Linked DNA regions of Mus musculus: regions 1, 3 and 4 are each linked to region 2. A link is a contact called in public HiChIP or PLAC-seq and promoter capture Hi-C data. All regions are on one chromosome and are shown on one strand. The core of a region is the stretch at or near the end of the contact, and the rest is flanking DNA. Distances in the headings are between cores, read along the strand shown. Region 1 holds the start of Tor1a (torsin family 1, member A (torsin A)). Region 2 holds the start of Nup214 (nucleoporin 214). Region 3 holds the start of Slc2a8 (solute carrier family 2, (facilitated glucose transporter), member 8). Region 4 holds the start of Prrx2 (paired related homeobox 2).

Region 1 (6,764 bases), core at 3,539-6,038, 1.0 Mb after region 2:
ATGTGTGCATACTGTGCCCATTGAGGCCAGAAGAGGTTGTTAGCTATCTTGGAACTGAAATTATAAATGGTTCTGAGACACCATGTGTGTGCCAGGTCCTCTGAGAGAGCAGCTGCCTGTGCTCCTAATGGCTGAGCCATCCAGCCTGTTTGCATTGTATTTTGTGGTTATATACGTAGCCATGGCTTATTTGAAATGGAGTTGAAAAATACATCTGTCCTTGCTGGGTGTGGTGACCCATGCCTTTAATCATAGCACGTGGGAGGCAGAGGCAGGTGGATTTATATGAGTTTGAGAGCAGCCTGGTCTACAGAGCAAGTACCAAGACAGCCAGGAGAGACCCTGTATCAAAAAAAGAGAGAGAGAGAGAGAGGGGAGAAGGAGGAGGAAGTGGAGGAGGAGGAGGAAGAGGAGGAAGAGAAGAAGAAGAGAAGAAGAAGAAGAAGAAGAAGAAGAAGAAGAAGAAGAAGAAGAAGAAGAAGAAGAAGAAGAAGAAGAAGAAAGAAGAGAAGAAGGAAAGAAAGAAAAGAGAAAAAAAAAAAGAAAAAATGCATCTGACCTGTTTAGAGAGTCCATTTCACAGCCAAAAATGAAGGATGGGTTCAGAGACACTGCCATTCCCTGACTTTTTATAGAACTACAAAGTTCTTTTGATTAAAAAGGAAAAGCAGAGACAGGCAGATCTGACTTTTAGGCTATCCTAATTTTTTTTTTTTTTATAATTTATATTCTCCAGGTTTTAATTTATTTATTTTATTTATTTATTTATTTATTTATTTATTTATTTATTTATTTAATGTAAGTACACTGTAGCTGTCTTCAGACACACCAGAAGAGGGCATCAGATCTCATTATGGGTGGTTGTGAGCCACCATGTGGTTGCTGGGATTTGAACTTCGGACCTTCGGAAGAGCAGTCGGGTGCTCTTACCTACTGAGCCATCTCACCAGCCCCCTAGGCTATCCTAATCTAAGAACAAGTTCAGCACAGCCAGGGCTACACAGAGAGACCCTGTATTAAAAACCCAAAGGAAAAGCTTAGTGTGGTGGCACAAGCCTTTAATCCCAGCACTCAAGAAGAGTTCCAGGCAGTCTAGAGCTACATAAGGAGACCCTGCCCAAGAAGACAGGTGAGCAGGGCATGGTGGCGCACACCTTTAATCTCAGCACTCGGGAGGCAGAGGCAGGTGGATTTCTGAGTTCGAGGCCAGCCTGGTCTACAAAGTGAGTTCCAGGACAGCCATGGCTATACAGATAAACCCTGTTTCAAAAAACAAGACAAACAAAAAACAAACAAACAAAAAAGAAGACAGGTGAACAAAGAGAATCTATTGACTAAAAACTGGGCCAAGCTGGAGCATGTAGTTCCTGCTTTCAGCCCTGTTAAAGGGGGGGGGGATGGGGGAATACACTACCAGACATGCCCAGGTTCCCTCGGATCTGCCAATGAAAGACACACACACACACACTTATCTTTGATATGCTTTAGCGCAAAGTCTGGGCTCTTCTAAGCCTCCCCTCGACTATCACTCCCTTCTTTTCACTCCCAGCTCAGCACCCTAAATCTGCCCTCAACTTTAGTTGCTCAGTTACCTTTAGTCCTAGCTCAGCATAGTAAATCTGCCCTCAGCTCGGTTGTGTTTTTAATCTCTCACCTGCTACCCAGGCCCCGGGCGGGGTGGGGGTGGGGGAATAGAACCATAGAGTGGAAGATAGAGTTTTTCAGATGGTGTTACAGGCTAAAATCTAAAATCTAAACATAATCCAGGGATAGAATTATAACTCTTTAAGTTAGAAATGATGGCAGAATACTTTATCTAATTGACAAATATGATAGACTTGATGTTAATTATATACATACTTTGTAATGTACATGATTATTATGGTTTCATTCAATTTATGTCTGAGAGAAGAATGTTTTATTTGTTTGTTTCTTATTGGACAGAATGGGTGAGATGTAGAGGGTGGTTCTTAATTCTGATCAGGAATGATTACTAAAGGTCCTGTTCCCCAATTGGTTCTTTTTGTTGTTGTTGTGTTGTGTTGTGTTTTGTTTTACGAGACAGGATTTCTCTGTATAGCCCTGGCTGTCCTGGAACTCACTCTGTAGACCAAGCCAGTAAGCAACTTTCTTCCACAGGCTCTTCTTCAGGTTGAGTTGAGCTAGACATAATGATCCCATGAGATGAAATAAACCCTTTCCTCCCGTAAGGGGCTTTTGGTCATAGTGTTTATCACATTAACTGAAAGCAAATTAGGACTGTCTCAGCAATCAAACAAAGCTGACGATGTGGCCCTGGGTAGGATGTGGTGGAAATAGCACTTTTCTTTATTTATTTTCTTTCTTCCTTTCTTCCTTCCTTCCTTTCTTTCTTCCTTCCTTCCTTCCTTCCTTCCTTCCTTCCTTCCTTCCTTTGGTTTTTTGAGACAGGGTTTCTCTGTATAGCCCTGGCTGTCCTGGAACTCACATTGTGGACCAGGCTGGCCTGGAACTCAGAAATCCACCTGCCTCTGCCTCCCTAGTGCTGGGATTAAAGGCGTGCACCACCACACCCGGCATGGAAATAGTACTTTACATTGGCAACCCCTTCCTGAACTCTAGTTAATGATGAGAAAATGTCAAATTCCAATAGGAGGACAGTCTGCAAACATTTTCAGATAAGGAGATAGCTCAGTGATACAGCTACATGCAGAGGGCCCAAGATTTGATCCCCAGGAATGACAACAACAAAAGACCAGGCCTATGTCCCAGAACTAAGGAGGTTGAGGCAGGGAGATCAAGTTTCAAAACCAGTCTGTACTATGTTGAAAGACAGCCTGGCGTAGTTCTGAAGATTTTAGCTTAAAACGGAGGCTGTGGAGATGGCTAACAGGTTAGGAGTGTAGAGGTCCTGTAGCCTAGCTACCATCCCCTGACCACCAGCCAACCCTGCCCCCACCCTGCCATCCCAAAGAAAGCTTAATATGAAGCCAAACAAGAAACAGAAGGTCTGAGGCATAGCTCCATGCAGCATTTGCCTACAATGCATGGGGCCCAGGGTTTCATTCTCAGAACTCCCCTTCCCCAAGTGTCTAGTATTTCTCAAAACTCTCAAAGTCATTTAAAGAGCACCCAAGAGAAGCTGAGAGTCAGCACTGTGGGGAGCTCAAAGTGTTCCCTGTTAGTGGTAATTTATAAATGTTACAGTTTGCTCTTAAGCCGACTAGCTTCCAGATAACTGAGACAGGACTATTTAATTTTATTTAACAGGTTTAAGGCACAACAACTGAGCAGTATTAGTTTATTTTAGTCCTTTAAGCTAATCTGACTACTTCACAGCCACAATCCTTGAGATACTTGTTGTATTTTATGGCTTTCTCTGCTCCAGCTGTTTTTTATGATTATGATGTCTTCTGGACTTCCCACCTCATGGCTAAATCCCCACTTCCTCCCTCTCTCCTGTTCTGTCACTGGCTGATCAGCCCTTTATTGACCAATCTGAATAATTAGGAAGCAATGTTTACACAACATTGATGACAGGCAGTTCTCAAAATAAGGATAGCAACCATATATGAGGGCATAGCAATCAGCATGTGAATAATACAAGGATAATCCTTATACAGTGCACAATAACATTATTCCTACAGTTCCCTAAGGAAGAAACTGGGTAAGAAACTATGGGCTTTATTTAATAATATTGCTCATGGGGCTGGAGAGATGGCTCAGTGGTTAAGAGCACTGACTGCTCTTCCAGAGGTCCTGAGTTCAATTCCCAGCAACCACATGGTGGCTCACAACCATCTGTAGTGGAAATCTGATGCCCTCTTCTGGTGTGTCTGAAGTCAGTATACTCACATACATAAATAAATAAAATCTTTAAAAAAAAATACTGGTCATGGGTTTTTAACAAGTATGAGATGCAGATCCCTCTTTTTTTTTTTTTTGAGATGTCAGACTCTCACTGTAGCCCTGACTGCACCTGGAATTCCTTGTATAGGACAGGGTGGCCTCCAACTCAGATATCCAAGACAATCACCTGTCTCTACTTCCCAGAGTGCTGGGATTAAAGGTGTGTGCTACAATACCCAGCCCTCAAATGTCAGTTTTGTTCTGTTTTGTTTTGTTTTGTTTTAACGACAAGATCCAATATGCAGCTTTGACCTGCTTGAAACTTTGTAGACTGGCCCCAACTCATACAGAGTGTTGGGGTTAAGGGTGCACACCACCCACCGCACCTGTCAGATTTAATGATAGGGACGCACGTTGGGGGGGGGTCATGTGGGAACCCACTATATTATCCTCTCATTTTTAAAAATTTATTCATTTACATGTTAATTTATGCATGTGTGTAAGCCCACATGAGTTTATGAGCACCACATGCACGCAGGTGCCTGCGTCATTTCTTTTTTAATACTTATTTATTTCATGTATGTCAGTACACTGTCGCTGTCTTCAGACACACCAGAAGAGGGCACCAGATCCCATTACAGATGGTTGTGAGCTACCATGTGGTTACTGGGAATTGAACTCAGAACCTCTGGGAGAGCAGTCAGTGCTCTTAACCGCTGAGCCATCTCTCCGCCCATCATTAAAAAAAAATGGTTCTAAAACACTGTTACTTGATGGGGATAGGGCAGCAGTCATCATCACCTGATTCCTATAATCTCAATATTATTCCTGTAACATCAAGGTTCAGAAGCAGAAGGGACTTTGCCCTTAACAAAGATGGTAGCCACTAGCGTCGGTAGACTGCCTGCCCCGGACAAAGAGGGCGGCCCCGCCAGCAGGAACCGGAAATACGAGTCTGGGCGGTGCGCGGGGTACGGTGGGCGCTGGGCGGGCGCTGGGCGCGCAAGGTGCGCGGGTCCGGTTATGAAGCTTGGCCGGGCCGCTCTGGCCCTGCTGCTGCTGGCGCCGTGCGTGGTTCGTGCGGTGGAGCCCATCAGCCTGAGTCTGGCCCTGGCCGGCGTACTCACCACCTATATCTCCTACCCTCGTCTCTACTGCCTCTTCGCCGAGTGCTGCGGCCAGATGCGGAGCCTCAGCCGGGAGGGTAGGCGGGCACCAGGCGTCCGGGATGCTGCGGCAGGGGGATGGCGCCGCTGCCAGGCCAGACTTTGGCCGGAGGCCTGAGAGATGAGTGGTCGGGGCCCGGGGTAGGGTGTCAGCCCTGCGCGGAGCTCTCCGGGGCGGCCTCACGGCACCTCTTCCGCTTGGCTTTGGGGCCAACCCCGAGGAAGGGCAGAGTTCGCAGCACCAGGGTCCCTCAGCGCTCTCCAAACCAGGCTCCGCGGGCCCTGACGTCCTGGAAATGGGGCTGCCTTTTGCCAGCTTGTTTCTCTCCTGACCAGAGTGATCTTTCCTTTCTCAGCGCTGCAGAAAGATCTGGATAACAAGCTCTTTGGACAGCATCTTGCAAAAAAAGTCATCCTAAACGCCGTGTCTGGTTTCCTAAGCAACCCGAAGCCCAAGAAGCCCCTTACCCTCTCTCTGCACGGGTGGACGGGCACCGGCAAAAACTTCGCCAGCAAGATCATCGCGGAGAATATTTACGAGGGCGGACTGAACAGTGACTATGTACACCTGTTTGTGGCCACGCTACACTTCCCCCACGCCTCTAACATCACACAGTATAAGGCAAGAGCATTAAGTTGACCGCCTTCGCGGATGACCCGGAATTGGGGTTTCTCTGTTGTGGGGTGGGATGTGGGAATTCCACGTCAGTGAGTGAGCCACAACATGGCTCTCTGTATGTCAGTTCCTCTTTAAAAGGTGTGCACAGAAGTGGTCATATCCCTTGGAGGAATGACAGCTGAAGCTAGGCTACCGTGTTTTAAAGGGGACTGTCAAGAGCTGGGGGTAGCTCGGCATAGAGCACTTGCCCAGAATGTGGGAAGTTCTGTATTATGTCTCTCCACCCCAACTCCCACAACTCCCGCTGTGGCGAGGGTGCACTGGGGGATAGATATGTAAGTTACAAAGGGTTTGAGATACATAGAGCAGTTAGACCACCAAAGTTTTATGAGTGGCCTCTGTGACACTCATAAAGTGACTCGGTAAGGTGACAACTTGGCTGGGAAGTGGGGACATAACAACTCCAGGGTCTTTAGGAGTCGCCTCCCCCCGCCCCCTGTTGTGAAAAGGAAACCTAGAGGCCAAGTTTGCTTTGACCCAGCTGTTGCAACCTGCTATTGGAGTTTAATTCTGATAACAGGCTCACACCTGAATTCAGGTTCGGTCCCTCCCTCCCTACAGCTGTGCAGTAGGGGCTGTCACTTAACTTGAGCAGGGACATTCTTTATCTTAGAATGGTGCTTCAACCTCGAGTCTGTTAGTGCACCCCCTTTCTGTTGAGCATTGTGTGGCCATAACTGTGGCTTTGTGCAGGTTGTTTAATCTTGGTGCCTGAGGTCAGCGGGTGTTTTCCTACACACCTGTATTCCCAGCAGGCTGAGGCAGGAGGATCACACCTTTGAGGTTAGTCTGGGCTACATAGTAAGCTTCTGTTTGAAAACAGAAATGGAGAGGATGTCAGGTGGAGGAAGAGGAGAAAATAGGGGCTCAGTATCATTTCCTCAATGGCTTTGGGGAGAAGATTCAAAAATGTTGTCATAGCCAGGCATGGTGGCGCACGCCTTTAATCCCAGCACTTGGGAGGCAGAGGCAGGCAGATTTCTGAGTTCGAGGCCAGCCTGGCCTACAGCATGAGTTCTAGGACAGCCAGGGCTACACAGAGAAACCCTGTCTTGAAAAACAAAACAAACAAAACAAAAAATGTTGAGTTA
Region 2 (7,259 bases), core at 2,272-4,771:
AGCTTCCAAGTTAGAACGTCTACGAGCAAGTCTCTGCTTCCATATAGTAGCTTACCTGATTTGAAAATGTGCGAACATCAAAAAAAGCTATAATGGAGCCGTATTCACTAGACATCATGCAGGCAGAGAGTGTAAGACTATCACAGCTCAGTGCTAGGTGATGGACTGGGAATTTCATAGGAACATTCAAGCCTTGAATTGTGTCAACTATAAAAACACAAAGCAGAAAAATACAGCATGTAACAGGCACACAGTCATAATCCTTTACTCAAGTCAATACAAACCCACATTTTCACCTATATAAAAATACACCTGTTGGGCATAGATAAAGAGCTGGTCTTAAGGACTGACATTCTACATTCAGACTCCATTTTTCCTATTGGATGAACAAAGTTCAAGTTCCTAGGCCCTGGGGAACTGAGGACTCTCTACAAGCTCACCAACTCCCTCTCTAAGCAACAATAGTTCCCCAAAACATAATGTTGTTCCTAACAGAAAGAACAGACAAATTTGATTGGTTGAGCAAAAACACTTACACTCAATGTCAGCTGACAACAATGAAACACTTGGGAGAGTCCCTAATCCCAGAGTCCTGACTGGTGAAAACTGTAACTGTAACTTGTCCCAGTTGCTTACATTTTTTTATGCTTATAAACCCTGCTGATTCAGTCCCCAATCAGAGCTGCCAGAAGGAACAAGACTCCTGGAGTTCTTGTCTGGCAGTCTTGATCATCAGCAACTCTGCTTATGTGTATTAACATAGAAGATTTTGCTGTCTCACCAGCCCACTGGTGCACTCTCCCCACTTCCTCCTGATGCACGATGGATACAGAGTAACAATACCTTGGATATCTAGTTACAGGAACTAAGCTTAACTCTCCTGTACATAGGTAATGCTGCTTTAAATATCCCAAGACTCTTGCTATGGCCCTTGCTGAAAACACTTCTGCTCAATGCTGCAGACACACGTTTCCGTCTGCAGGGTGATACAGCCATGCCTTCTTCTGGATGGCTTCCCAGAGCCCACGTTCAACTGAGCACAACAGTAAGGTCTTCTTCCCTCTCATCTTAGAGAAGTGGCTCACAGAAACAATAGCAGAGAGCTGAAAAGAAAACTCAGAAAGGCCTTTGGCACCCTAAGTGGAAGCTCCCTGCAAGGCCAAAAGAAATCACAATTTTGACATCAGAATCGTGTCTTAGTAAGGAAATACACTGACTAGTATGCTACTGCAGCCCTGGCTCTGCTGCACACTATAAATCAAAGAACGTGCTTACCAATTTTATTGGGATCATCTCCAGGTTTATTTTGGATAAGAAGGCTTTTAGTAGGAAAAACATTCAAGCCATTGGTGCCACCAGCGAAGAGCATACCATACTTATTGGATATGGTAAGCACACTCGAGCGCTCCTTGGGCAACTCTTCAGGAGAGTCAAAGATCCTCACTTTCTTCAGTGCTCTAAACTGAAAGTCCTGTTTTAGAATAGGAAACAAGATCAAGGAAGAAATTAAATCATGTCTATTATCATAGTCCATAAATGCAATTTCAGGATAACAAAAATATACTTATTACCTTGAGGCCACCAATTTTGTTTTTAGACTCTGTATTTGGTGGTGCTTGGTATAATACTCATTAACATTTGCTGAATGAAATAAATAGAGAGGGCTGGAGAGAGGAAGCAATGGTTAAGAACACTGGCTGCTCTTTCAGGGGATCTAGGTTCAATTCCCAGAACCCACATAGCAGCTCACAACTGTCTGTAACTCCAGTTCCTGGGGATCTAATACCCTCAAAAAGTGTTAATCTGTAATCACTTTGTTAAGCTCTATCTGTATCCTCCACCACACCTCCTAACTCTCCAGCTAGGGATTTTAGTGAAAAGAATATGACAGCTACAAGAGAAAATGTATTTCTACAGAACCTTATGAAATGCTTCATAAAGGGTGTCTAGCACACCCACACATACTAATTTTCTTGCAGTCCATGTTTAATACATATTTACTGGAAGATTTTTATGAGCATTGGTGTTCTGCCTGCATGTGTCTGTGTGAGAATTAGAGCTACAGACAATTGTGTGCTGCCCTGTAGGTGTTGGGAATTGGACTCAGGAGCTCTGGAAGAGCAGTACTCTTAATCCCAGTTGAATACGGTGGGTAAAAGTTCACACAAATTTCCCCATGAGGCCACACTGGCCATTCATAAAGAAACAAATCATCTATCTTTTTTGATATTATCATCCTAATAGTCATGACTGTACCACTGGGGCTTGGTGGCTTTTTTTGTGGTGGGCCAGTGTGATGAAGCAACACAAAAGAAACAAAACAAAACAAAACAAAACAAACACAACAGACAAACCCAAAACCCAAACCTCTCCTTTCTGCTTTTGGCAGGAATTAAAATACTGCTATTAGCCCTGTGGTTCTAAATTCTCTACCCGAACATATCTGAGGAACATGAAGCTTGCCCATTACCGGGCTCAGCACATGTGCTGACTCAAGGAAGAGCCACTGTTTCTAAGCATGATATGGAGCACTCGACCCATGTGCATTTTAGCGACTCACCGGTCACACAAATGGCTAACACCTTCCTGCAACTCACTCATTTCCAACTGTCTACGGTCCCCTGCCTTTCCATTCTGTCAGAGTATATAAGCCAACTATTAACACAGTATCCAGAAGTTGTAGCATGGGGATCACTTAGGGTTCGCTTGCTTTTCCTTTAGTCTCATGAGTTCAAGCTGATTTCCAGTGCCAAACTTGACTTCCTGTTCCTACTAACTAGGGGTTTTGAAGGCAGATAGTGTTTCTTGGCTCCACTTTAGGTAGTTTGGACCACCCTCAAGTATAGAGAGCTAATAAGAACTGAGCGTCTAAGCCAACTGTGGTAATGCACACCAATAATCCCACCACTTGGGAGGTGGAGGCAGAGACAAGAGCCCAAGACCAGAAGCCACCTTGAGCTACAAGAGACCATGCCTAAATCGTAAGAGAGATGTAAGGCTTTTGCCACGTGACTTTGGATCATTTGCTTTCAAGGCTTCAATGCGCTCCTCTTTCTAAGCTGGTCGTAAGGGCTGCAGCGACGGTGGCGACAGTACGTCTCACTCAATAAACAAGAATCGCTGTCACCAGTAAGGCGACCAGCCCATCAGAGTACCTGGGGTAACTCAGAAGGCGTGGACAAACCCACGCAAGGACAGGTACCTGCACTTGCAGGGAACTCAGGCCCGCGACACGCAGAGCTGCGGACGCTCTGTGGGGCGAGCGATCGCGACCCTGCGAACTGCAGGAGCAGCCGGCAGAGGCGAGGCTCCAAGGCAACTCCAGGACTACGCAGGCGGGGAGGCCCCGGCCAGGCTCTAACCTTCATCTCCCGCTCAGGGATCATGGCATCCATCTCGTCTCCCATCGTGCCGCCTTCAGGGTGTTCAAGTAGCTGCTGCTGGCGCTGCCGCTGCCACCCGCGGCCTTTCAAACACAGCTCAGGCCGCTCAGGCCTCAACTTCCTTCCCTCAGCGCCCGCGGCGCGTGGTAGATGCGCGTTTCCGGCGCGCGTGACTGACGTCACCCAGGCCGGTTTTTAGTGTGCTCGGAGGCAGTCGAGGGCTGCTCGGAAGTCGCGCGCTTGCCAATCCACAAGGCCCCATTGGCCGGTTCCGCGCAGTGGGTGTGGCCATGAGGCGCGGGCCGGAGTCCGCCTTCCTTTGGATGCTGCGTGCGCAGCCTCGCTATTTAATTTTCTTCCTTAGAGAGAGGCACGCTCGGCCTTCCTGAGACTCTCGATGCTTCCCGGTAGCACTTACCTGCAGGGCTCTTAGAAGCTTCCGACTTAGAGAAGTTAGGAACTTTTTTGCTGGGAAGAGCGGACAGAGAGGTTCGGTTAGCGGGTGGACTGCACTGTGTGCCGGTGCAGAACCCTTTTAAAAACGGAGAGGAAAAGGGACAAAAGATCGGTTTTGTTTACTGTTTTCAAGGCAATCGTTTCAGATCATAAGCCATATCCACTTCACATCGCAAATGGTGCGCGGCTATCATCTCAGCTTTTGGGGATTAGAGGGTCAGGAATTCAAGGTCTTCCTAGGCTACATAGCAATCTCTAGATATCCTGAGTTACATGGGACCCTGTCTGGAAAAAAATATGTAATAAGAGAATTCCACACAAAGCAGTTAAATTATCCAATAGCTTTCAGCCAGGAAGGGTTAAGATTCAGATCTGCGTATACTGACTGATGTTGAAGACATTTCTGGAGTAGAATTATAAAAGAGGTTCCTAACTTGGAGCTGGTGGGTCAGCTCCAGAGGGCACATTCTGTCAGATGCAGTCTCTCAACAAGTTGCATGTGTGCAAGCCTCTATTCATTGTAAAATGCTAACAGTAGACCTGGGTCTTGGGCTTAATCAGATGACGTCAACTGTCTGTCTGGGACATGGGAGACCCAGGACACACTCATTTACTTGGTACCTGTTGTCAGCTAGCTCTTCTGAATTTACTGAGCCCAGAGCTGTCCCCAAGAAACACAAAGACACTGATAAATTGCTCTAGTTTATTTCAGTCTGCAGGAGACCACATCCCATCCATACATACACACATGCACACAATAATGGCACTCACCCAAATCTACCTTACAAACATCTTTTGAGTCACAGGGCAAAGCCATACTTGGCAATCCCCAAACTGCTGGTTACACCAGTTACATTTGGTCTTTTTCAGAAATAAGGCAGCCGATGTCCCAAGAAAGCTAAGCCCTTAACTAGAGAGGTTAAAAACCCTGGAACCAACAGACACAACTTGAAATATATGCCAACTCCTCCATTAAAGGGTCATTCTTAAGTCTTCCCATAGATTGATCTTCAGACCACTGCCTCTTTCTGTGCTCTGCAGAGGTCAGTGGCACACTCCTTTATGGAGGTGGTGTGTAAGCTCATGAGTTGTGGACCCACTGAGCCGGCTGATTCTTCCTTCCTCTGTCACATAGAATAGGGACCCAATGCAGTCCAAGGTCCCAGCCCGCTCAGAGAAGGAAGGCAGGAGGAAATGGGGGCAGAGATGCTAATCTTAAAAGAAAAATAAGTCAAAGGATGGGGTGAGGGTAGACAGGATTTTATATTTATAGGGAGGAATGCTGGGGTTTAAACTTCAACTAGACTGTGCATTTGAAGCAGCTCCTAGGGCTGAAAATCAGCCAGTCATAGCGAAATGATCTCTCTCCTGAACTGAACTGGTTGAGACCAGAGGACGAACTGGAGCTAACCATTCCATGCCCTGTTTGCTTCACTCTCTCTCTCTCTCACTGCTGTGGGAACAGCACCCTGGGTATTGGACTGTGGAACAAGAGCCACAGGAAAAGCACATTAGCTCAACGCTTCCCTGTCTTTTCCACTTAAGGTTTTACAGAGGCTCCTCTGACACTTGCCAAATTATGAGCCCAGCTGGAATCCCTGGGACTACATGGTACTCACCTCTTGCACTCCCCCCCACTCCATATCATAGTCATTGGCTAGATTGGCTGGGAGTGATTCCCCAGTAGACATAAATTTCATACATCAGTCCATTTCACTGCCGGGTTCTGGACTCGTGTCATTGAGCAGGTGCTTGATAAATATGTGTGATGAGTGACTGTCTCGTCCTGAGTGCCCAGAGTAAATGGTTCCAGAACACAAGCAGGGTCAAGGCTGAGGTTCCCCACTCGGGTAAGACATTTGATACTTTGCTGCATGAATTCTTGGAAATGGTCTCTGAAGACCAGTCAGGAAGCTGTAAGGAAGACAATCTGCAAAGCTAGGCTTGGTGCTTACTGAAATCTCACTGCCAACCTGGAGGCCCTCAGGAGGGTGAGTCCTGACCCAAGGTGTTCCGTGGAGACCACACCTTCCTCAAGTATCAGGCTGGGAAATGCTGCTCTCTACCCTTTCCTTTGACCAATGCAGCCTAGAGCGGGTCTCCAGTCCACACTCTCTGATAGCCCCCACCAACCTTCAGCAAGGCACTTAACCCCTGGAGGCCAGCAGTGAAATGGAAGGACTGGCCCAGCTAAAATCTGCCATGTTACCTCCATCTAATCCCCAAGCTCCAGGACTTGAGGGATTTGAAAAGGGAGCTAGGAGTTGGACATAGCACACATGGAGACAAAGCAAGAGAACTTAAAGCTTGTAATACACACTCGATAAATAACTGAGGGAGTGAAGGGAGGGGAGAGTAGGGCAGGACAGTAAATAGCCGGATTGGGGCACTGTGCAATCAGACAGCCTGTTCTCTGTTTGAGGTTCAACACTTGACTCCACTTCTACCCTGGTGCCCTCAGCATCCACCCTGAAAGTAGGACTCCCTCACACCACTGACCTCACCTCTGCCTCCAAACCCCTCTACTGCTCTAGCAAGGGACAGTGCCATTACACTGTCCCTCTGAGCTGTCTGTAAAGGAGCGGTTCCTTCTGGTTCCTCTGAAGTACCCAAAGGTTGTTCTTTCCTCCCCACCTTGCGTCATGTCGCTGAGAATGGACAAGGGCAAGAACAAAAGGGAATCAGTTGTGTGTCTAGCCACTGAGTAGCCGCTGCTAGAAGGTCCAGCGGCACTGGAAGCATGTCCCTAAGACACTAGGGAGCCCTGGAGCTCTGTGCCTGCTCTGGATCTTCCGAGAGCAGCTTGCAGCCTGAATTTAATTTAGAAGCTGAGAAAGATGAACTGACGGACAGGCCCTCTTCAAACATGGGAACGAGGTTTGCAGCCTCCCTGCCCTCTCCAGTTTTTGGTTTGATGTTAGCCCTTTTGTACAAAGAGGGCAGAGCAGCAGGGAGCAGAGGGGCCTGAGGCTCGGGATTCCCAGCCTCATTAAGTCAGGTAACATGTGCTTACATAGAGAAAAAAAAAAAATGAGTCCACTGGGGCATAACCCAGGAGACCTAACACAATGAGTCAAGATGGCAGAGCGCAGAGGGAGAGGCAGGGGCAGGGATGGCAGCCCGGAAGGTCCGGGTGGGTCCTCAAGGCAGGCTGGCGATGTCTCGCTCTGGAGGTGGGCCAGCTGGCTTCGGGCTGCTCTCGTTGGCTTTTCCTTCAAACATCATGACCCTGGTTTGGAGATGAAGGAAATGAAAGGGTCAAGACTCCTCCCCTCACACAGAAAGCTCCCCAGCCTTCCCTCTGCAGCGTCCTCAACAGAATGCCCCTGGGCTAGCTGTGTGGAAGGGGCGGGTTGGTGATCCTAAGTCACAGAAGAAAAACCAGGCACAAAATAGAAGTGGGACTCCCCAACCCCAACT
Region 3 (6,941 bases), core at 4,154-6,653, 1.0 Mb before region 2:
GGAATATCAGCACCTAGGAAGTAGAAACAGAAGAATCATTGTAAGTTCAAGGCTAGCATGACCCTGGTTCACAGTAATAATATTAAGGGGCTGGAAAGATATCTCCGCAGTTAACAGCATTTATTGTTTGATCTTTGAGGACTCAGTTCAGTTCCCAGTACTCACATGGTAGCTCATAATTATCTGTCATTCCAGTTCTAGGGGACCCAATGCCCTCTTTTAGCCTCTCAGGGCACAGAGATGCACAGGTATAAAGATATACATGCATACCAAACATCAATTTGCATAAAATAAAAATAATGATAAACAACAACAACAATAAATCATGGTAGGAAGGCAGGTAGAAGGCCCACTTGGCTAAGGGTCAAGAACAGAGGAAGCAGCACAGGCCTGGCTTGGACCGCATGGTAAGAACGGGCACAGATAACAGGACTCTGAGCCACTGCTCTGAGCACGGTGCATGGCCAGGGACACAGAGAAGAAGGGACCAGCTTCACAGAGTGCTAGGGAGGCCGCAGGAGGTCACGTGGACAGGGTGGAGGGCAGCATTCAGGGCTCTGGGGCATTTGTGGGATCACAGACTCCCTAAGAAGTGAAACCCTGCACTTGTTCACCTCGGTCCTCCCACCCTGTGACAGCAGCTTCTCTCTTCCAGGATCCCATCAGGAATTTTGGAAAGTCCGGCATCAGAAGCCAATCCCGAGGGCCACAACCACTGGGCAAGTTCTGAGCAGGACGCTGGGGTGGATAAAGAGGGCAGCCCGGGCTCAGGCAGCAGCCCCTTCCAGCTCATGGCCTCCTCAGAGGAAGACATCATTGACTTGAAATAGAGTCTATGCCCTATTGGCCATCCTTAGTTTTCTTACGCAAATTTATACTGTTCAAGCAGCTCCAACGTCCAGTCTCAACACAGCGCGCCTTCGGCCAGGCAGCGATCCACGGACCAAACCTCCTGCGCCCTCAGCCGGTGGGTCACTTCTCCAGTGTCCAGTGCCATCTTTCTCGACCCTGTTTCTTTCCATTCAAGAACCGTCGGTCCCCTTGTAATAAAGGTGGTAGATTTCATTAAGGTTTTAGATCAAAACTTTGAATAAATCAAAAACGTTCATTCTTATTCTCTGCAACCCTTCTCATATTTTATAGGTTTAGATGGAAATTATTTTTTTCGAAAATTTTGACTTATGTCATATAATGTTTCTTTTATGGAAAAAAAGATGCTGCTTTTTAATTTTACTATAATATAAATAAGCTTTCTTTCTTGGCCCTGTTACTGCCTGTTCACTGGGGTGGGGCCCCCTGCACTCCTGCCTGGAGCCCTGGGAAAGATGAATGAAGCCTCCTGCTTCCTCTGCTTTCAAACAACAAGGCCAGGGCACCCGTCAGCGTCTTAGGATAATTCATCTCACGACTGGGAGGTCGTGATGCCGGGAACCCTGCATCCTTGCCGTTGAGAGCGTCCAGATCCCCTGACTTGAGTGGGTCCACCTTGTTTGGTTTGGTTTGCAGTGTCGGCTGTGGAGCCCCAGGCCTTGCATGCACCAGGCAAACAGGCTGTTGCTGAGCTGAGCCCTGCTGTGTTCTTTCATGTGAACCCAGCAATTGTTCTTCCTCTTATAGATACATTGGAATGTGAAGGGCTGGAGAAATGCCTCAGCGGTTAAGAGTACTTTAGAGGACTCTTAGTTAGGGTGTCCATTGCTGTGAAGAGACACCATGACCAAGGCAACTCTTTGAAGGACAACATTTTAGTTGGAGCTGGCTTACAGGTTCAGAGGTTCAGTCCATTATCATCAAAATGGAAGCATGGCAGCATCCAGGCAGGCGTGGTGCAGGAGGAGCTGAGAGTTCTGTCTTGCTCTGAAGACAAACAGAAGACTGGATTCCAGGCAGCTAGGAGGAAGGTCTCAAAGCCCACCCCCACAGTGATACACTTCCTCCAACAAGGCCACACATCCTAATAGTACCACTCCCTGGGCCAAGCACATTCACACCACAAAGATCCTGGTTTAATTCCCAGCACCCACATGGTGTCTCACAACCATTTGTAACTACAATTCCAGAGGATTTAATGACCTTTTCTGACCTCCAAGAGTAGGAGGCACACACATGGTGCACATACATGCATGCATGTACACTTATCAAAATTCATTTTATAAGTGTTAGATTTTTTTTATAAAAGACTTTTTTTAATGGGCTAGAGAGATGGCTCAGAGGTTAAGAATACTATCTGCTCTTTCAGAAGTCCTGAGTTCAATTATAATAAAAAAAAAGATTTTTAAAATTATGTGTATGCAATGTGCCCCTGTGTGTATGTGCACATGACTGTAGTTGCCCACAAAGGCCAAAAGAGGACAGAGCCCCTGGAGATGGAGTTACCGGCATTTGGGAGCTGCCCAAACTGGTACTGGGAACCCAACCCAGGTCCTCCACAAAGTCTGATTTTTAAAATCCCTACCTACCCTGATTCCCCTTCGTGCCCACAAGGCCACATTGTCAGCCCACAGGAAGCAGGTACGAGGAGTTCTGATGTCACAGTGTGTGTCAGGGGTTAGAGCTTTAGCTCCTTCCTCCTTGCAGGCCATAGGGAGTACTCCCTTCCTTTCCCTTCCCCCTTCTGCACAACAATTGAGTGTGATACATGGGACTGAAGGTGCCTGGACTCTCTTTAGCTTTAGAGGCAACTTCACGCTGCGTCGCAACCCCATCAGCAGATTTATTAGGTCTGTTCTAGCTTTTGTCCAGCTGGAGGCTTGTGGGGATCCATACAGAGGCTGGAGGTCCTCAAGAACCATGCACTTTGGTTTTTGAGAAAAACCATGGTCTGGCAGGGCTCACCAGTTATGCTAGGCTGGATGACCAGTGATCCCCAGGGATGGCATTACAGACATGCCCCGCCACACCTGCTTTTGCAAGAATACTAGAGGGTCAAACCCAGGTTCTCATGCTTGCAAAGCAAGCATTGCATCAACTGAGACATCTTCCAGACCATCTGCTTTTAAGGTAAGAAAACAGACTCCAAAAGAGTAGATGGTTTGACCCTTATGTTCTTTTAGTCCCAGAAACATGTGCCTCTCTCTGCCCCGTGTGTCTTTCAGAGGCAGGCTAAGTATTTCCTATCAGCTGGGCTTGGCTGCTGTTTATCTGTTTTAGGATTAGGGAGAAGAAGTTCAGTTTCCTGGAGCCAGGGCTGGCCTTGAACTTTTGATTCTTCCACTGGACCTTCCAAGTGCTAACTGGGAAGCAGGCTTGTGCCACATGGCTGGCTGCTGGTTTTTCTGTTATACAAATTAAGGAGCTTGTGTCTGTATTTTTCCTGTCGTTTTTTGTTGTTATATCTTGATGAAACAGGAAAAAAAATCAAGCCTGTATTTATTCTTCCAGGACAGTAATGAAGCCGCTTATGACTAAATAAGAGACAAAGGTATGAGAGATACAGAGGAAGCAAGAGAGAGATCTGACTCACCAAGCTAGTATTGCTTTGCTCATAGAAAGGGACGGGGGGGGGGGGGGCTTTCCTAGAGACAATATCTGGTCCAGATTGGGCAGGGATACCACTAGCCAATGGTTCCTAGGTGCCCATGACTCAGAAGTCTGGTGCTAGCTGGGCTTACTGTAGCATCCCTTCTACATAAGCCACTCTGCTGAGCCAGTCACTCGGGTACAAAGTACCCAGTCTGGATACAATTCATCCATGACCTTTACTCTGCAGACATCAGAAACCTGATGCCTATTGGGAAAAAAAGAGAGAAGAGCAGGTGATTTCAAAGCAGTGATAAGATCTATCACCCAAGCAGGAAACTTCGTAGAAGGACAAGCCGGTATTGCCCGCCCGCCTTTAAGAATAGTCTTGTGGGCTGGTGAGATGGCTCAGTGGGTATGAGCACCCGACTGCTTTTCCAAAGGTCCGGAATTTAAATCCCAGCAACCACATGGTGGCTCACAACCATCCGTAAGGAGATCTGACTCCCTCTTCTGGAGTGTCTGAAGACAGCTGCAGTGTACTTACATATAATAAATAAATAAATCTTTAAAAAAAAAAAAAAGAATAGTCTTGTGATCAAAACTTCAAACTGCTGGTTGCTACAATTGGGTGGCTGCAGTAACGTAAAACCACTGTACAGACGGGATGGGCATTTTAAGGCTTAGCCTGCTCACAGCCCTCTAGAGATGAAGACACCCAGGCACAGAGAGGGACTAGGTGCCTCTCACTGGTTCTTTCTACATCTGTACGGATGAAGCTGCCACAAAGGTAGCGATTAAGCAGAGCAGTAGAGGCACACAATCACAGGGAGACTCGGGGCGGGAGGACAATAGAGATAATTACCATGATCGTGGGGTAACCAGGGAACAAGGGAATCACTAAGTTCCACTCTGTCCCACTTCTGGAATGGGGGACCTTGCCTGACAGGGTCCTCATCATCTCAGAATTCTAGACATTTGTAGCACTCATGATGAAGGTGAGCTGCTACCAGAAGCACCAGGTCAATGTCAGAAAGTCCAAGGATAGGAACAGGTGGCCCAAGAGAGTTTTCTTGGAGCCTTTTCACCCTGACGCTCTCTGAAGCAGAAGTCAAAGTTGGGGAGGAGCCTATTCCAGGGAACTGTGGGTAGTAAGGGTGGGAAGTCTTTCGGGAGCCAGTGTGATCCATCGCTGACCCACTACTACCCTCATTAGTGGAGGCTAGATTTAGAGACAATTCCATATAAAAATTAAAATAAAATAAAAGTAAAAATATAAAGGATGGCTCAATGCTTACGAACACTTGTTCCAGCAGAGGGCTCAAGCATGCACACACATGGCTCACAACAATCTCTAACTCCAGTTCCGTAGGATCTGATGATGCTTTCTGAATTCTACAAGCACCAGGAATGCATGGGACACACACACACACACACACACACACACGTGAACATGTAAACAACACTCATACAAATAAAGTTTAAATAAAAGCAAAAGAAACCACCAAAATAGGGGCAGCGAGATGACTCTGCTTGTAAGGTGTTTGCCCTCAAGCTTGACGACCTCCGTTCGATCCGGAGGATCCACTTGGTGGAAGGAAAACAAACTCAGGGAAGTTTACTTCGAACGTGCACAGGCACACTGTCACCTCTGTCCATCCCCCCCCCCCCCACTCCCTCCAGCCCCCAATAGATGATTAGAGGGAAAAACAAAAACAAAACACCCAAACAATCTTTCCATTCTCATTGGCAAGCTCAGACCTGATGGGCCACGCCTTCAGACTCACACCACACTCCAATTGGACAGTCGTGCCTGGGTCCCGGACACAGCTCCCTGCAAACCTTTACTTGGGTCGCTGGCGTAGTTCAGCTCCATTGAGCTTTGCAACCGGCTCTGTACTTCCATTGGCCAGCTCTGGTTGGGGGCCGGGTTCTAGCATCCCATTGGTCACTCCTGCAGCGGAGGCCGCGCTCGCCCGAGCGGCGACAGTTCGCGGGTCAGGTCCTGCTGACATGTCTCCCGAGGACCCCCAGGAGACGCAGCCGCTATTGCGGCCACCGGAAGCCAGGTGAGGACTCCCAGGGGCCGCGGTCACTCTCTCACGCCCGGCGACACCGCTCACGCCCCGCCTTGTACCCGTAGGACTCCCCGCGGCCGCCGGGTCTTCCTCGCTTCCTTCGCCGCCGCTCTGGGACCCCTCAGCTTCGGCTTCGCGCTCGGCTACAGCTCCCCCGCCATCCCCAGCCTGCGGCGCACCGCACCCCCGGCCCTGCGCCTCGGAGACAATGCGGCCTCCTGGTTCGGGGTGAGCCCTCTGGGGAGTCCTGGGTCCCCCACTCTCTGCCGCACCCCAGGATCCTCCTCATTCTCTTTCCTCTGAGACTAGGGGGCGTGGGGTGGAAGGATCGTGGGCCATGGCCCCTGGTGGCCTCCTCTTCAGCCCGTCCCGGGTCCCCAGGCCGTCGTGACCCTGGGCGCTGCTGCAGGGGGCATACTGGGCGGCTGGCTCCTGGACCGTGCAGGGCGCAAGCTGAGCCTCTTGCTCTGCACCGTGCCCTTCGTGACTGGCTTTGCTGTCATCACCGCGGCCCGGGATGTGTGGATGCTGCTCGGAGGCCGCCTCCTCACCGGCCTTGCCTGCGGAGTCGCCTCACTAGTGGCACCGGTGAGTGGTTTGAGCCTCCTAGATGACCTTTGCCAGGCAGGGGGCAGCCGGTCAGCAGCGAGGCAGTTCCTTACTGATCTTTTACTCTACTATGGTGGTGTCACTGTATGCTAGGCAGCGATAACGGGAATGCCCCTATTTTCTTGTTAACTGGGCAGTTCTACTCTGGTTTGTCCCTAGGATAGGCTGCAGGCTCCCTTCACTGCTTGCAGTGAAGGCTACATATACCTTGCAGCCCACACACCTGGACCACTTACCTGGACACAGGCTTCTCTCCCAGCCTCAGTGCCCCCCTGTAAAGTAAGGCCTAGTCCCGAGGTGGTTTCGGCCTTTGCACAGGAAACTGCTGGCCCGGGATAGTGTCTGAAAAGATTTAGACCCTAGCAACTGAGGGTCACCAGCAACCTGTGGCTACACACTTGGATGACCACCCATCCCTCCTTCACTTCCATGGCCTCCTGCTTATCCTCTTCATCTGTTGGAGGCGTGAAGGAGCTAGAGGAAAGGGAGACTGGGGACCTGTGGGTTGTTTTTGTTTTGTGTTTGTTTGTTTTTACTAGAGCATAAAGTATAGGATAATCTAGAAGTATGTATGGATAATGTCTAGTGACTCCTGAGATTAGAAGTGATGGCACCCCTGTTAGGACTGGGCTGAACAAGGACACATCAGACAGCAAGGGAGAAGTCTTTCGTTCTAACTCACATCTGTGCATATTAAATGTGTGCTGGGCTGGGCCTGGTGGCACATGCCTGTAATCCCAACACTTGAGGGTTAAATACATGAAGATCAGGAATTCAAGGTTTTCCTCAGCTCGG
Region 4 (7,755 bases), core at 2,789-5,288, 1.1 Mb after region 2:
GAAAAAGACAGGTCTCTCCTCCCCTATCTTTGGGGCTCTCGAGACTGTGAAACCACCAATCAATGGCAGTAGGAAGGGACAACTAACCAAAGGGACCAACAGGAAGCTGCCTCAGCCTCCTCCTGTAGACTCCAACCTAGAGCAAAGCTTGGTACGGTGCCACTGAACCACCACCGTCCAGGGGCAAATCTGGGTGTAGTTTCCAAGGTGAGGAGGGGGGGGAGTAGTTTCTTGAACCTGCCCTTGGGTCTCCCGCCTGACTCCACACGACCTAATAACTCCATGCAGAAAAACATACCTCAAAGAATCCGAAGCCTTTGAACCTGTACTTGCGTTGACAGCAGCACTACCCATAACCCCTGTCTGCTCATGACAGAAATGGCAAACAAAATATGACACGTCCATCCAGTGGAGCACCATTCAGCCCTGAAAAGGGAAGGAGTTTGGACGCATGGTACAAGGATGAGCGTAGACACTTTCTGAACAAAATAAGCCTGATGCAGAAGGACCACTGTGGAAGGCTTTGAAGTGTACTAATCTCTGAAACCCACTGATTCCCCGGCATTTCCAGGTGGCCCCATGGTCCTGCTTAGCAAGGAAAAGGGACAGGTTCCCCCACTTAACCTAGGCTCACCCCAATTACCAACTGCCACTCAGCTCAGAAAGGTCTTAGCTCCCCTTGGGACCTTGGATTCCAGGTGTCCCAGCACCCAAAATCTACACAGGGATCCTCTTGATATCCATTTAGTCTCCATGGCAACCCAGTATCCTGTGCTTCTCCAAACAGGTACCAGCTCTGAGCAGGGCCCAGCCTGTCCTAACTCAGGCCTCTCTCCCTGGCTCTCCCTGGCTCCTGGGGCCATGTTTATTTTCTCAGCATGTCCATGGCCTGGTTTCCGCCCTGCCCACAGGAGGGAATGGTTTAAAGAAACTCGAGGTTATTAATGTGGTTTCTTTTGTTGTATGCCATCGCAAAGGCAGCGAACAAGGGTTTATTTTCCTAACGTGCTTGGCATAGCTCAGCATTTGATTCAGAGGGAACCCGAGAACCTGGTTTGTTCTGAGTCACTAGCAAAGCCACAGCTTAAAAAGCCAGTTGGGGGGGGGGGGGAAGCAAAGTCTTGGAAAGTCATCGGCAGACATGGGCTGGACCCACCACGGGTGGCTTTCAAAAACAAAAGAAATTTAGTTTGTTGCTGCTGCTGCTGGTGGTGGTTGATCAATTGGTTTGGTGTTTTGTTTTGTTTTGTTTTTTAATTAGCAGGATGAAAACAGGATTTCTTATTCATTTGTCCTCATCCCCAGTAACCTGTATTTTTATATTGGGGGGGGGGAATAAACTATCTATTTGGGGCAGAAGTCACAGATAGATTGGTTTTCAAGAGTGTCTGTGCCCTGGAAGTGCTGAGGGCTCAGGATTAGAGTGTTAACAGTATATAGCCCAAGGCCCACGTAGGCTGCCCTAGGAGTGAGCCTGGCACTCAATTCTGTCTTCCTTCCTTCCTCCTTCCTATGTTGGGGACAGAACCAGGACCTTGTACACACTGGGCCTCTAAACTCATCCTCCAGTTGGTACCTCTTTCCAGCAGTTTGCTTTGCGCTCACCAGGATGTGGAAAAGACAGGTCCCTCCTCCCCTATCTTTGGAGCTCTTGAGACTGTGAAACCACCAATCAATGGCAGTAGGAAGGGACAACTAACCAAAGGGACCAACAGGAAGCTGCCTCAGCCTCCTCCTGTAGACTCCAACCTAGAGCAAAGCTTGGTACGGTGCCACTGAACCACCACCGTCCAGGGGCAAATCTGGGTGTAGTTTCCAAGGTGAGGGGCAGGGGGGGAGGTGGGTTCTTGAACCTGCCCTTGGGTCTCCCGCCTAACTCTATATCTACATCTAAAGGACACTCTGTCCTCAAACACCCTAGTGTGCAAGAAGGCCTGGCAGTTCTCGTGGGCTTTCGGGAACTGTGGCCAGATCCTGGGGCTCCAGGGGGCACCAGTACCCACCCAGCTTTCTAGTGGCTGCCAATGGCATCATCTGCACACTAGCTCCTCCGCTGACATTTGCAGTCTGGGATTACAGTGGGGGGAGGACTTCCATTTGGGGACCAGCTACATGACAAAGAAGTCAGACTTTGTCCTGTCTGCTCCCTTCCATGGCGATGCCTCTGCCCCCTCACCATCAATGCAGCGACCTCTCGGCTCCCTCGCTCTACCCCTTCCTCCTCTCCCATCACCTTAATTTTTCCCCTCTGTTCTGCCCCACACCCCTCAGTCATCAAGGTGAAATCAGAGAACTCGGAGCTCTATGGCACCTCACTCTACCTCTGGCCGGATCCGGCCCCCTTCCCTCTCCTTTTCCATCAAGGATCTAAAAGCTGACTCCCAGGGCTGTCAGCTCAGTCATCATCCATCACCCAACACCCGAGGGAAGAGAGCAGCCAGGCCCCTACAAATGGTGGGAAGTGGACACCAGCACAGAAGGCAGGGGCCTCTCGGGGCTGAGTGACATGCCTGCCTGGCAGCAGCAGGGGGTTATCAGAAGGTGCTCCGTGGATGTTTCAGGACACATGTGCTCACAGCCTGGCTTTGAGACAGTGTCACTGTCATCACTGGCACCTGAGAGCAGAGGCTCCCAGCTTGCTTGAGCATCCCTCTAACCATGATCTTCCACAGGAAGTGGAGTCCTTAGGGTGGGTGGGAAGGTGTGGGGGGCGGATACCAACCCCTGTTCTGTCAGCTCCCCACACAAACTCCCTCTTCTTTGAAAAGCTGAGCTGAGGACTTTATAATCCTGTGTGACTTTGTGTGTGTGTGTGTGTGTGTGTGTGTGTGTGTGTGTGTGTGCGCGCGCGCGCGTGGTGGTATTGGGTGGACTGGTTGTTTTTAAAGCCCCTTCCAGATGACCTTTAACCTCTGCTGGGGAAATAGGCCTAGCTAGCTGTCCTGAGAGATCCTCCACCCCAAACTGGTGGGCGTGGTTGTGCAGATATCTCCACCCCACAAACCCTCTGAAGACTTGTCTTAGTTTGAAGGTCCTAGACTAAGTTTGGCTTAGTGGCTCGGCCTCTCCACAGCCTCAGTTTCCCCCAGCAGCAAAGGCACCAGCTTCTGAGGGTAGGCTGGTATGGAGTGCAAGGGAAGCCAGCTTTCCCCAAGTCACACATCCTCAAGATTGTAAGTGGATCTGGTTCAAAGAGGGTCTCCCCTGAAGGAGGGACTTTTGAAACAACAGCAGGTCACCTCTCACCACACCACTGGACTGTGGTTTCTGTGATTGTGGCTCCCACTGTGAACAATCCAGTCCTCCAGTGCCCACAGCTGAGATCCTGCAGCTAGGGGGTTCCTTTAGCTGCTCTGGTCCACAGCCACAGTCTCGCAAACCCTGTGTCCCCACAGCCCAGGGATCCCACAGCCAGGGTTCAACAGTCCACTAGTCCTGCAGTCCATGGTCTCTGTAGCTGGGATCTTGGAGCTAGCTCTCTCTCTCTCTCTCTCTCTCTCTCTCTCTCTGTGTGTGTGTGTGTGTGTGTTGTCCCATTATCCGCCGATCCCACAGTCACAGTCGCACAAGCCAAAGACTCCACCAACTAAAAGTTCCAGAGCTAGTGGATCCTGCAGCCAGTGAACTCCTCAGCCCGAGTTACTTAAGGAAGGGATCCCTGGACCCGGAGTGCTGTAGTCCGAGTCCCGCCGCCCCTGCCCGGTTCCCACGCCGCACACTCACCGTCCTGCGGCGCCGCCTCGCTGCCGCTGCTGCCCCCGGACGGTTCGCGCGCCGCTCCCTCCCGCGCCTCGGCGGGCCCCGAAACGGGCCCCGCAGCCCTGCGCCCAGCAGCCGCCACCTCCTCCAGGTCCAGGAGGTGGCTCACCGAGAAGTTCTTGCGCGCCTGGGCGCAATCGCCGGGTGCGGGCGGGGGCCCCGGGCCGGGCGCTGGCGGGTCTAGGGCGAAGGCGGCGGCCGCGCTGTCCATGCCCTGGCCGCGCCTCTGCCGGCCGCCGCCGCCTCCCGCTGCTCACTGTGCCGGATCTCAAGTCAGTCGGTCGGGGACCCGAACTTTCTGCCCTCCCCTACGGGCGGACCGCTCACTAGCCAGCGGCCCGGGCCACACGCCCCTTGTCGGGGCGGACCTCGCCCCTGGCTCCCCTCCCCGCGTCCTGCGCCGTCCGGCGGGAGGCGGGGCCAGGCCGGGGTCCTCGGACTCCCAGAAGCAGTTTAGGGGGTGCCCAAATCCCGTGGGGAGGGGTCTTTAAATATCTCAACCAGAGTCTCTGGAGGTGATGGGTGGGGAATCCGCCTCTGTTTGTTGCATATTGGGGGTGGGGCACCCCAAGAAAGTTGACAGATCCTGTCCCCTCCAGTCCACTCCTTCTTAGACAGGGTCTCATATATTGCAGATTAGCCTCGAATTTGCTACGGAGCCAGGAGCGGCCTTGAACGCTTCCCAGATTGTCCCTCATTGTTCCCACACTGATGGAAAGAAGGAGAAGTTTTCGAGGACCACCCCGCTCCCTCCATGCCGAAAGGAAGGTTCGGGCATGGAGGCTGGGCCTTTTCTCTCATGTTGCAGTGGGTGACACTTATGCGCCTGTCCCCAGAATAGGTTCTCCTAAGGACCAACCAAGTAGGAAGGGGCGAGCTTCTGGGGTGCACAAGGAAGAGACTCAGCAAGGATCATAGATGAATGACAGCGGAGGGAAAGACAAACCAGGTCTATCTTTTATGTAACTTTTTCAAGAAAGACCAGAGAACCAGCGGGTGAGAAGAACGGAGACTCTTCAGGGCTCCAAATACCCCAAGTCTTACCCCAAAACTATTTTCACTCCCCTTGCTACTGCCAGAAAGACATGAAGTCATAGCACCAAAGAGAACACAAGGAGGTCTTCAGGGTGTCAGAGGCGGGCAGCAGGAAACCGTCTCGAGACCCACCCTGGAGACTCTGACCCACCCCGGGGTACCCTGAGTCTCTGCCAAGGACACAGGGATATTGCAAAGGGTCTGAGAAACGATCTAGCTCCTGTTCCCTTGCAGGACAGACCAGGAAAAGCTAAAGCTCATTTTAGTGCTCAGAGAACGACTGAAGTTGGCCTGTCCAAGCTCTTGTTTACTGCGCAAAGTGAGGTCCAGAGCCTATATACGTTGCATTAGGGTCTGGGGAGCGCTGTGGCCACAGTGGTATCCTTCATCTCATGTAGTCACCATTCAGAGCACGATGAGCAGAGATGTCCTACATCAATGCTCGGGCTCCAGCCTCCTGTGTTAATATCAAGACTGTGCTTGGACCTTGAGCAAGTATCTGAGACCCTAGTTTCCTTGATTGCCGAATAAATTATTGAGAGGAGTAAAGAAGTGGAGATGAGGGCAAGGGAGAAATGCTTGCTGTGTGAACACAATGTCACAAGTAAAGGCCAATCGCAGTGGCACCTGTAATCCCAGGGCTCCTACAGCAAGATGGGAGGCAGAAAGATGCGTTTATTGAGGACCAGAATGAGTCCCAGCATCCATGCTGGCCAGCTTACAATTACTTGTAATTCCAGTTCCAGGGGGATTCAACTTCACAGGTCAGAGCACTCACATGCACAAGGAGGGGCGGGGAGAGGGAGAGAGGGGGAGGGGGAGGGAAATATTAAAACATGACATAACTCTTATTTTTAAAAAGATTTGAGGCTGGAGAAATGGCTCAGTGGTTAAAAGCACTGACTGCTCTCCCAGAGGTCCTGAGTTCAATTCCCAGCAACCACATGGTGGCTCACAACCATCTGTAATGGGATCTGATGCCCTCTTCTGGTGTGTCTGAGGACAGCATCAGTGCACCCACATATATTAAATAAATAAATAAATCTTCTTAAAAAAATAAAAAGATTTTAAAAATTAAAAGATGGGAAGTAGAGACAAGCCCTTGGGCCAGCTAGCCTGGTATACAGTACTGAAGGGAGACCTTGCCTACACACATACATACACACACACATGCACACACATGATATACACACATGAAGATCAATTTTAAAACTAATTTCAGGGAGCTGGAGAGATGGCTCAGCAGTTAAGAGCACTGACTGCTCTTGTAGAAGGCCTGGGTTCAATTCCCTACACCCACTCGGCAGCTCACAACTATCTGTAGCTCTAGTTCCAGGGACTGCTACAAAGCATGAACATGCACTCAGGAACACATACACACACACACACACACACACACACACACACACACACACACGCATAATATTAAATACTTTTTAAAATAAATAAATAATCAAATAACTAATAACTTAGTAAAAGAGTGACAGCTGGCACCTAGTAAGTAGCAAGGCTTAACAGTATTTACATTGAGTTCAAGACAGGGCTTCTCTGTGTGGCCCTGGCTGTCCTGTAGACTAGGCTGGGCTTGAATTCTCAGAGACTCACCCTCCTCTGCCTCATGGATGCAAGCCTTCGAGGCATGAGCCATCACAACCAAGGTTGTCTTATTGTTTTGTTGTGCTTCAAGCAGTTCTGGGATGGAACTCTAGGGCTTGCAAGTGCTGGGCAGCTAGGCAAGTGGTACCCCTCTGAGCTGACTCACTAGCCCCGCAATTGCTATTTTTGGAACACCTACTCAGAGCAGTCAGACAGGCTGGTGGTGTTATCTCGTTATCTTGGACCCTGGAGCTCAGAGCACGGGTTTGGCTGAGCTCAGCGCCTTTCCCTAGCTCTGCGGCTGTAAGTCATCCCTTTCGCCCGTAGTCCCCACTCCAGCATCAGCAAAACGGAGGAAGCAGCGGATGGATCCAAATAGTCACATTCTTGCCAATCCTGGGATGAAGGCTAGGTAATAAGTACAAGGTAGCAGAGAGGGACAAGAGGTGTCAGCTGCTGAGCCAGAGCTTAGTCCTGGAGGAAATTAGCCTTGATTCTGCCTGGAAATACAGCCAAGGGGACACCCATAACTGATACAGGGCAGAACTCAGGGACTTGCCTCCCAGAGGGATGGGCTAAAAGAGTTTTCATAGTGATTTGAGCAAATCCTAGAGGCTAACCCAGAGTCAGCAATGAATGGATGATAGGGTCTTCCTTCAACCAGCACACTGGCCCAGGGGCTTCTTGGGACTGGGGAGGACAGAGGAAGGGTCAGGGAGTCCTGCTCTGCAGGGGTTGGAGGGTGGGGATGGGTGGTTGGGTTCTGTGGATAGCTGTTGGCAACCTGGACGTGGGTCTCACCTTGAGGCACAGCCCTGATCAGATCTGTTCTAAAAGCTCACGTGTTAAGGGAGAGATACTATCTTTTCTTTATTCAGAAGTCATCCCAAATTGTTGAGATTTGATTTTATCATTTTAATAAAAATAAATCATTTTATTTATTTGATTGCTTTTGTATTATTTAATCTGGATGTATGCACATACATGCGGAAGTCAGAGGCCCTTGAGGGAATCAGTTCTCTGCTTGCGGCGTGTGGATTCCAGGAATGGACTCGTGGACTCAGACAGGGCAGCAGGTGCTTGGCTGTCTCACCAGCCCCATTACTGAGAGTTTTAAAGCTGAAGTAGAATTGAGAGAACTAAAAGAATCACTATTATCTCATTTGCAAGCAAGTAGTCAACACTTGCATTTATTTACAAATGTTCCTGGTGCCCCCTGAGGCCAACAGAGCGCTGAATCCCTGGATTGGACTTTATGGATAGTCTAAACTAGCATGGGGGTCTGGGAATCGAACCCAGGGCTGAGCCATCTATCCAGGCCCTACTTTAAATATTTTTAAAGTTGACCTAGTCAGACATTGTTGG

Evidence for each region. Promoter capture Hi-C pulls out the DNA fragments that hold promoters and counts their contacts. HiChIP or PLAC-seq counts read pairs in DNA pulled down with a chosen protein or histone mark.
Region 1: a contact with region 2 is called in a promoter capture Hi-C map of pre-B cells, with 2.4 times the contacts expected there. The contact joins the promoter of Tor1a here to the promoter of Nup214 in region 2. A contact is called at or near these places in 7 of 39 promoter capture datasets (fetal liver, frontonasal cranial neural crest, hematopoietic stem and progenitor cells and 3 more), 1 of 484 Hi-C or Micro-C datasets (pre-B cells), 3 of 115 datasets of contacts at active chromatin or transcription factors (embryonic forebrain, microglia and pancreatic cancer cells) and 2 of 9 other capture datasets (liver and pancreatic islet).
Region 3: a promoter capture Hi-C map of neural stem cells shows a contact between it and region 2. The contact joins the promoter of Slc2a8 here to the promoter of Nup214 in region 2. A contact is called at or near these places in 2 of 39 promoter capture datasets (neural stem cells and pre-B cells).
Region 4: a contact with region 2 is called in an HNF4G HiChIP or PLAC-seq map of pancreatic cancer cells. The contact joins the promoter of Prrx2 here to the promoter of Nup214 in region 2. A contact is called at or near these places in 1 of 39 promoter capture datasets (liver), 1 of 484 Hi-C or Micro-C datasets (neutrophils) and 1 of 115 datasets of contacts at active chromatin or transcription factors (pancreatic cancer cells).

The regions. Positions count from the first base shown.
Region 1 is chr2:30,965,942-30,972,705 of GRCm38.p6, reverse strand. It overlaps Tor1a (torsin family 1, member A (torsin A)), which reads left to right and starts at 4,788. Exons shown (of 5, transcript NM_144884.2): 1 at 4,788-5,032; 2 at 5,351-5,616. The coding sequence starts at 4,852. It also overlaps a transcript of BC005624 not described here.
Region 2 is chr2:31,970,712-31,977,970 of GRCm38.p6, reverse strand. Nup214 (nucleoporin 214) reads right to left here and starts at 3,521. Exons shown (of 36, transcript NM_172268.2): 1 at 3,363-3,521; 2 at 1,276-1,471; 3 at 56-207. The coding sequence starts at 3,407. Aif1l (allograft inflammatory factor 1-like) reads right to left here. Exons shown (of 6, transcript NM_145144.1): 6 at 4,529-7,068. The coding sequence ends at 6,981.
Region 3 is chr2:32,980,545-32,987,485 of GRCm38.p6, reverse strand. Slc2a8 (solute carrier family 2, (facilitated glucose transporter), member 8) reads left to right here and starts at 5,403. Exons shown (of 10, transcript NM_019488.5): 1 at 5,403-5,528; 2 at 5,603-5,765; 3 at 5,919-6,125. The coding sequence starts at 5,473. Garnl3 (GTPase activating RANGAP domain-like 3) reads left to right here. Exons shown (of 30, transcript NM_001355200.1): 30 at 656-1,261. The coding sequence ends at 830.
Region 4 is chr2:30,841,650-30,849,404 of GRCm38.p6, reverse strand. It overlaps Prrx2 (paired related homeobox 2), which reads right to left and starts at 4,038. Exons shown (of 4, transcript NM_009116.2): 1 at 3,724-4,038. The coding sequence starts at 3,970.